Regions from separate parts of the Sus scrofa genome. Here all the other regions are linked to region 1. Evidence: chromatin contacts called from public HiChIP or PLAC-seq data. All regions are on one chromosome and are shown on one strand. Each heading gives the region's core, a stretch centred on a gene start, on an enhancer-like site or on the middle of the called end of the contact. The rest is flanking DNA. Distances are from core to core; before and after follow the strand shown. Region 1 has its middle 45 kb from the start of PNMA2. Region 2 has its middle 120 kb from the start of DPYSL2. Region 3 has its middle 19 kb from the start of PPP2R2A.

Region 1 (2,700 bases), core at 3-2,502:
AGCTGCCATGCTGGGAATAGCTCATTTCACATACTTTATAAACCTTCACAACAGTGAGGCAGTGTCCCACCTGCAGGAGAAGACTTAAAGGCTGGGAGGGCTACCTCCCCCTGGGTCACAAAGCTGAGGGTCACACAGCTGACTCTGCAGGCACTGAATGGGCCGGGACCTTTCCGGCTGGCCTCTCACTCCTCCAGTCCTAGACCCCAGTAGGCCAGCTCCTCCATCTCCTCATTCTCCCGGCCTGGGGGGCACCCAGATCCCTTCCTTCTTTCAAGGCCCATGCTTCCTCCGCCCTGATGCTGGCAAACCCGGAGGTCAGATCTCCACAAGTACCTTCTCCTGGGGTCCTCCTGGTTACCTCATACTCCAGTTCCACACCCCAAGAACCCGCACAGAGCCCACAGGGAAGTCGGGCTGCGGGTCACTGAGTGCCCATCCCTCTGCCCCGCCAGCCAGCCAGACAGTGCCGGGACACGAACCCGACTGCCCTTCGCTCCTGCGCGGGACAGCGGCCAAGGGAGGAAAGGGCGGCGGCTGTGAGAACTGCCGGCGGGGGAAGAACCGAAAGGCCCAGAAACGCGCTGTGAAGAGAAACCTCCCAGGCGCAGCGACGCGCGGAGCCAAGTCTCCGCGGGCGCCTGCTAAACCCTATTCCCGCCTGGCGCCTCTGCGGGTGCCTCTCTCTCCCGAGCCCCCTCCTCCGCAACTCAGGCTCTGTCCCTTCCCCTACGGACCAGTGACGATTCACCAGGGACAGTCTTCCGCTTGACCCGCCGGACGAGACCAGGTCTCCACCCAGGCCAAAGAAAGGGGCCCCTTGCCCCCATCTCTTTTCCACCCCGGCCCTCCCCTTTTCCTCTCGGTCAGACTCTACCCTCCACTTCCAGTTCTTTCCCTCTCCTTCCCCCTTCCACCCCGCCCATCCCCACCCATCCCCACCCTTCCCCACCCATCCCCCCTCCTCATTCCGCCCCTTCCCCCTCCTCCCCAGGGTGTCCCCGATCCCACTTTCCTGCCCGCACCCCCCTCCCGCCCCGCCCATCTCCCCTCTCCACACTGTTCCTTTCGCTCTCCATCTCTTCTCCACCCTGCCCGACCCCACCCTTCCCTCCTCCTTCCTCCGCCCCCTCTCCCTTCTCTCCAATCCTTCTGAGTTCCCCACTTCTCCCCACCACCCCGCCTCTCTACAGGTCAGCACCCTTTCGGTCCCGCCCCTGCCCCCGCCCTCGCCGCAGCCCCGGCACAGCTAGGCGTATTCTCCCGGGCTCTGCACGTCACCGCTCGTCCCACTTCCTGCCCAGCCAATCAGCCCTCTCCTCCGCACCCAGCCTCTCTTCCCGGGGGAAACCTGTGGCCGGAGATGCGGAATCATGTATGGTGTGTGCAGTCACCCGGCGGGAGGGCAACTCCGGGTGCGGAAGAAACCGGAAGATGGCCGGGGTAGGGTGGGGGGAGGGAGCCAGACATCTATCATTTAGCCGCAATCAGAGAACTGAAGTTAGTTGCGTGTGTTTGGCCCTCTGTCGCTTACAAAATACTCTCCTACAAATGCTCTCTCTTGGGCCTCAAAACAACCCAGTGAGGCGGTGTTATCTCCTCATATCGGAGGAAAGAACAGAGTGGCGGGATCAAGTGGCTGCGCCAAGGTCCCAGGCTGGGCGGCGGAGGCTGGTTCTTTTGGGGATCCAGGCCGGAGTCCGCGTCCTCACGCTCAGAAACCAAGGGCCATTGAAGGCCTGGTTGATTTTCGGCCCCATTTGTGATCCACTTGCCTGGACTACTGTCCTAAGAGTTTCGATGGTGCAGGCATTGAAAAACGGGAAGATCGCAGGGATGAGAGGCGGAGCTTAGGGCGGAACGTTTAGGTAGGGGAAGCCGAGAGAAAGGGTAAACTGAAAGGGTGGCCTTGGGATTTTTTCCTGTACTAGCCTGGCAGGTTGGTGGGGGGGGGGCGTTTCAAAGAGAAAGCCTTGGGAGCTGTGACGGAATGGCAGCAACTCTGGGCGGAAAAGCTACGTATCAGTGCACAAGAGTAAGCACAGTGCACGGCGCTGCTAGCATCCTGCGAATGGAGATCTAGCTATACCGCCCAAAGAGCCGCGCTCAGACACTGCGCCGCAGCAGGAGCACACCCAAAACAAAAGGCCTGGAATAAAGGTCAGGGGAGGAGGAGTCGGCTTCTTCCAGAGTCTCCTTCACCCGCTTGCTCTGTCTTACCTTTTGCTGCAGCTTCTTCCTCCGGGTATCTGCGGAGCTCGCCTCCTCTACTCAAAGTCTCCTTCCCATCGAGGCCAACCCCTTCACAGTTCACCTTTTCTCCCTAGCATTTATCAGGATCTAAGCAGTACTTTTCAAACCCGAAAGTGCGGTGGGTCACCTTGGAAACTTTCTACAACGCATATGCCCATTCAGTTGGTCCAACGTGGGTGCCTGTGTTTCTAACTCGCTCACGCACTGTGCTACTGCTGCCTATGGAGCTGTGCAGGACACTTTGCATAGAAAGGACCTAAGAAATGCTCTTGTGTCTCGGCGGGTTGAGGATCCTGCTTTGTCACTGTAGCGGCTTGGGTCGCTGCTATGGCAAGTGTTCCATGCTTTGCCCGGGAACTTCTGCATGCCCCGGTGTCGCAAAAAAAAAAAAAAAAAAAAAAAAAAGGACCTGAAACACTAGATCCTATTTTTATCTTGTTTTACATT
Region 2 (2,700 bases), core at 171-2,670, 170 kb before region 1:
GGGTGGGAAGAGGATAGGTTGGGTGGGTACAGCTGAAGTTTAACTCATCTGGTAGAAAGATGTCAAAGAAGTTTCTGCTTGCTGGTTCATACCTTCTTTATGAAGCAGAGGTTAAGACAGAGGTGGACACGGGGGAAAGCAGGACAGTGATTCGAGATGAATGTAGGACACGAGCCTACTGCAGAAAAGAAAAAAAAAAAAAAAAGGTAGGATTCCTGGGAAGTGTTCAGGGATCAGCATACAGCTGGAGTCAGTGCCAGGGTTTTCTCAGGATAGCAACGTGCAGTTTCCTCTAGCTTAAGTCTGTGGTTTGTGCCCAAGCTAGAGAGGAGGATGGCTGGGTTCATCAAGGGTTGAAGTTTGACAAAGAGGATGCAATGAAAGGACAAAGGTCAAGGGATTCGGGATGTTGGCGAGAGAATGAATGAAATGACGTACCTTGGACTCTCAGGAGCACAGGGAGGGAAGACAGGAGGAGGCCGGTGGAGAGAGAAGACAGATAGGGTGTTGGACAGGAAAACCTGGTGGTACCAGAGAACAGGAGCAGTGGGAATGTTTGAACAAGTCAACCAAAATGACCAGAGGAATGATCGGAGCAGGCATGTGATTTCAGCAAGGAGAGCATTTGTGGAAATACAACAGCCTGGGGCGTAGATAGCTAAGGTAGCACAAAGTCTAGGACCCTGGGCGGATCATTGGCGTGGATGCTGAAGTAATTCCTACTGGTGGTGGAGAGCAGCACTGCCCCATGACTTGACACCAAAGTCTGCAATGAATGAGAAGGGTCTCTGAATCAGGAAATGCCAGCAGGGAGCAGGTGTGGGGGCCGCTCGGCCAGATGACCCGGTGGGGAGGAAGTACTGAGGTTTGAGCAGCAAGGACGTCAACCCCCTACCCCCTGAAGAGTTAGGTGTAGAGGAAGTGCCACCTGAGAAGACCAAGGGCAAAACGTTGTCCTTAGCAAGGGGGACCAGGTTTTCTTTTAAGGCAAAGATGGGGGGGCAAGTGTTCTGTGAGGATGAGAGTTTATGGAATCGTGAGTGAGTCTGTTGATCATGAAGCCCATATGGAGAGTTTGGGCTTGGGAGGTTGACCAAGGGGAGAAGGTGCAGAGATGAGATGCCCAGATGGGTGACAACAGAGAAAAGAAAGGAAGATGAGGTTAGATGACTGGCTTTCCATAGTCCCGTAGGAAATTAACAGTTTCCTGGCGGCTCAGCGGGTTAAGGATCTAGCGTTGTCACGGCTGTGGTTCTGGTTACAGCTATGGAGTTTGATCCTTGGTCCAGGAACTTCCACATGCCTCAAGCCCTGCCAAGAAAAAAAAAAAAAAATTAACAAACAGAAACTTCAATGACATAGAATCGAGAGACCAGCAGGGGGAGCTCTCATGCCCTAAGATGAGAGCTGAGCCCAACAGGAGGAAGAGAGACTCTTCTTTCCTGGCAAGAGCTCAGCCAATGAAAGCCATGGACTCTGTTTACTAGCACCTCCTAACTTCCTTTTCCTCGATTTAAAAAAAAACAAAAAACAAAAAACTGTTCTCCTTCGCCTGCCTTGTGGGGACTTGCCCGTGGCTCCCCCTGGTTGCAGACCCTGAATGGCAATTCTCTGCTGATCCCGAATAAACCCATCTTTGCTAAAGGAATATCTGGCAGTCTGTTTGTCTTAGATCCACAGGCCCCTGTTGCACAGGAGCACTCGGACTCCCCAGAACCCATCTGTGGACTGGAAGGAAGCCAGGCAGCTGGGTTGGGTCATGAACCCTCATTCCTCACCCTCTGGCCGACGGCGTGGATGACCCAGGAGAAAAGAAGCAACTGTCAGGAAGTCTTCACTTCGATGGTGTCATGTCTGTCCTTGGGAGCTGGGGCTCTGGGTCAAGATAGCGATGTGGGGGCTGCTGGCTGGCAGGGCAGCTGTGACCGGAGGTCCAGAGCTGGGGTGTGTTCAAGCAGAGGATGTGGGCTCAAGAATTTTGAGAGGAGTTCCCGTCGTGGCGCAGTGGTTAACGAATCCGACTAGGAACCATGAGGTTGCGGGTTCGGTCCCTGCCCTTGCTCAGTGGGTTAACGATCCGGCGTTGCCGTGAGCTGTGGTGTAGGTTGCAGACACGGCTCGGATCCTGCGTTGCTGTGACTCTGGCGTAGGCCGGTGGCTACAGCTCCGATTCGACCCCTAGCCTGGGAACCTTCATATGCCGCGGGAGCGGCCCAAGAAAGAGCAACAACAACAACAACAACTAAAGACAAAAGACAAAAAAAAAAAAAAAGAATTTTGAGAGAACTGCTGGGATGCTGGGGGTGGGGTGGGGGTGGAGGCTGACAGCCCGAGGACAACCAAGTCACAAGACTGAAGGAGTAGGATGTCAAAAAGTAAGTGGACAGAGAGTGGAAGATAAAGCTGGGAGCCCACTTCCCCCCATCTAGGCAGGACCCCCCAGTGCACCCCAGCTGGTGGCTATCTCAACTCCTCCTTGCTCTCCAGAGACAAAGCTGCCCTTGACTACATTCTGCTGCTTTGTCACCTAATGCTCAAGTACTGTAGAAGGTAAAAGATGTGTGTCTCCAGCAGAGGGCGTGCTGAGCTCTTTGACCAGGCTTATTGGGTCCCCAGAGGCCTCTAAGTGGCAAACCTTTGGAGTGACAGGAACACTCAAGGGGAATATCCATCAGAAATGTAAACTCGGTGCCAAGTCCA
Region 3 (2,700 bases), core at 172-2,671, 210 kb after region 1:
TCTCTGCGGGGGAGGTGGGGGGGAGGAGGGAGCTGAGCCTTGAAAGAATTTAGAATGGGGCCGGGTGGGGTGAGGGGAAGGCCAGTCGGAGTGGAAGAGTAGGATTTAACCGGCTCTGGCTACACCCTATTTAAAACCCCCGCATATTTTTACTTCTTGGCTCCTTGGCAGCCTATCCTTCTAACTGCGTCCTCATCCTTTTTTTAATTCAGTGCTGGAATCTCAGCACATTTACCCCTCCCCCACCTCCTTCTCCTATGCAAAAATCTCACTCCTCAATCTTGCAGCATTTATTTTTCTGCAAAGCTGAAACATTTAGACCTGGCTCAATGCGTGGCCCTTCTCCGCAGCCTCACCCAATGGAAATGTGTACACACACACACACACACACACACACACACACACACACACGGGCCTGATTCCCACAGAATAGCTATTTTAAAGAGTCCTGATTTTGCTAGCAGCCACACTCAGCTATTTCTCCCTCATGATCTCACTGGAAAAGTCATGGAAGGAAAGCAAAAAGTGGGCTTAAGGCTAAACCAATTTACGTTTGTACAAGAGCGACAGCATTTAGATATGGCGAGCTAGCTTATTGTGTTTGACTTTCTGCAGGGGAGAAAAACGGGGCCCGCAGAGATTAAATGACTTATTCCCAGGCTCACAGCTGGCAGGGAGCAGAGCCTAGGCTGCGGCTTGGGTCCCCGGTGGACTTTGCTCTACTATTAGATATAGGGTCAGAGGTGGCTCCGTCAGGCAGGCATTTCCCCAACCCAAGCTCTCCTTCCTCCTGTAATTCACTGCATGTGCAGAATTGCGCTGCAAGGGATTGCACCGTGAGAGATTTTGTGGCATATAAGGGCCTTCCCTGAACCCCGCCCTAAATGGCTCTTTCCTCAAACATCCAGAGAGCCCAGCTTGCCGCTCAGGTGCCTTTTGAGTTTCACAGGCGGTAACTCCTCCAACCTCTTGTTCTGAAGCCACCTAGACTCTGGCCACAGCCAGTTTCCTTATTTGCCCTGTTCCTTATTTGGAAGCGGCTGAGCTTTTCCCCCAAACGTGTCAAGACCGTTCTCATTGGCCAGGTGTGTGTCAACACTCCTCAACTCACCGGCCAGCTCGCATTGTTCACCTTTCAAAGTGGTTGCAGTAGAGAAGCCGGTTCCCCTTCCCAGCCCTCGCTCGATACCGCACACACCCAGCCCACGGGATCAGAAGGGCTTGTGCAAGGAGAATTTCCTGTTCTGCTGACTCATCTCCTGCGACGAGATGGAAGACAAGTTTATATTTTTATATTTTCTTTTCCAGCTTTTAAAGGGAACTGGGAGGCTTGCAAGTTTGGGTCTCTTAGAGATGAGGTCCAGCATAGGCAGCGACTGGCACATAGTAGGAGCATCGTTGAACGCTTTAACGGTGGCTCAAATAGCCCACTCAGCGCGGTGAGCACCAAGGGGGGGCGGGCTTGAGGCTGGCTTAGGGGTGGGATACTGCTAAGGGGTCCTGAGCTTCCGTTTTGGAGGGAGGCTTTGACTGCTGGCCAAGAGGACCGTTTAAAGGAGGCCTGCCTGGGTTTCACTTGTGACTGGATAACAATGCAGCAGCCAGACTTGGTACCCCCTATGCTTTCCGACTGAAAACAAAGACATTCCTCTTCTCCAACCAAACCTAAATCGAGGGAAGGATGAGTCAACTCAGTGTAGGAAACAGCAGGAAATCCGTCAATAGCATTTACATCTGGGAGAAAATAGAGCCAGATTTTTGCCAAACAAGATTGGAATTAAGGGGGGAAAAGGGATCCTGAGAAGATTTGTGCATTTCAATGTGTGTACATTTTACTTTAAAAGATAGATTTTATATATATACATAATAATGGAGTGAGGGTGGGGCGCGATGGGTACACGAGGGTCCTTTATAATGTTCTGTTTACTTGTAATATTTGAAATATTTCATAATAAAAATATTTTAAACCTATTTTGGAGCTATTTTTGGCTCTAATTTTCAATGTTTCTTAATAATCTTTTTAGGGCTGCACCCGTGGCATATAAAAGTTCCCAGGCTAGGGGTTGAATCAGCTGCCAGCCTACACCACAGCCACAGCAACGCAGGATCCGAACTGCATTTGTGACCTACACCACAGCTCATGGCAACTGCCAGATCCCTGACCTACTGAGCGAGGCTAGGGATTGAACCCTCAACCTCATGGTTCCTAGTCAGATTCATTTCCACTGTGCTGCGACAGGAACTCCTCTTCACAATCTTTACTTCTATATTTCAACATCTTCATCTGTAATATAAGGGTATCTTAATGTGTTGCTTTTTCTTTCTTCTTTTTTTTTTTCTTTTTATGGCTGCACCTGCGGCATATGGAAGTTCCCTGGGGGCGAGGGATTGGAGCTGCAGCTGAGGCCTATGCCACAGCCACAGCAACACTGGATCTGAGCCGCACCTTCGACCTACGCCGCAGCTTGCAGCAGCACGGGATCAAACCAGCACTCTCATGGAGACTATGTTGGGTCCTTAACCCTCTGAGCCACAATGGAACTCCGATGTATTGCTTCTTGATAAGGATGCCCAGAGGATTTGAGAAATCATGTAGCAGAAAGTACAGAGTAAATGCAATGGTCTAAGGAATGTGCTAGTTAGAAAAGACATATGATTACCGTAGTAAAGATCTAAGCACATAATACAAAAAATTCAAGC

The links. HiChIP or PLAC-seq counts read pairs in DNA pulled down with a chosen protein or histone mark.
Region 2: a contact with region 1 is called in an H3K27ac HiChIP or PLAC-seq map of alveolar macrophages. The contact joins two enhancer-like sites. A contact is called at or near these places in 2 of 47 Hi-C or Micro-C datasets (both in embryonic fibroblasts) and 1 of 2 datasets of contacts at active chromatin or transcription factors (alveolar macrophages).
Region 3: an H3K27ac HiChIP or PLAC-seq map of alveolar macrophages shows a contact between it and region 1. The contact joins two enhancer-like sites. A contact is called at or near these places in 1 of 47 Hi-C or Micro-C datasets (liver) and 1 of 2 datasets of contacts at active chromatin or transcription factors (alveolar macrophages).

What each region holds. Positions count from the first base shown.
Region 1 is chr14:10,381,998-10,384,697 of Sscrofa11.1, reverse strand. No RefSeq gene overlaps it. Among named protein-coding and RNA genes, the nearest start is that of PNMA2, 45 kb to the left of the region's middle. Within about 2 kb of position 1,252, at least 76 of the 83 cell types and tissues checked have an H3K27ac peak or open chromatin away from gene starts, as enhancers often do. A contact at or near this core is called in alveolar macrophages and liver, where this site is marked.
Region 2 is chr14:10,549,416-10,552,115 of Sscrofa11.1, reverse strand. No RefSeq gene overlaps it. Among named protein-coding and RNA genes, the nearest start is that of DPYSL2, 120 kb to the right of the region's middle. Within about 2 kb of position 1,420, at least 24 of the 83 cell types and tissues checked have an H3K27ac peak or open chromatin away from gene starts, as enhancers often do. A contact at or near this core is called in alveolar macrophages, where this site is marked.
Region 3 is chr14:10,175,137-10,177,836 of Sscrofa11.1, reverse strand. No RefSeq gene overlaps it. Among named protein-coding and RNA genes, the nearest start is that of PPP2R2A, 19 kb to the left of the region's middle. Within about 2 kb of position 1,421, at least 68 of the 83 cell types and tissues checked have an H3K27ac peak or open chromatin away from gene starts, as enhancers often do. A contact at or near this core is called in alveolar macrophages and liver, where this site is marked.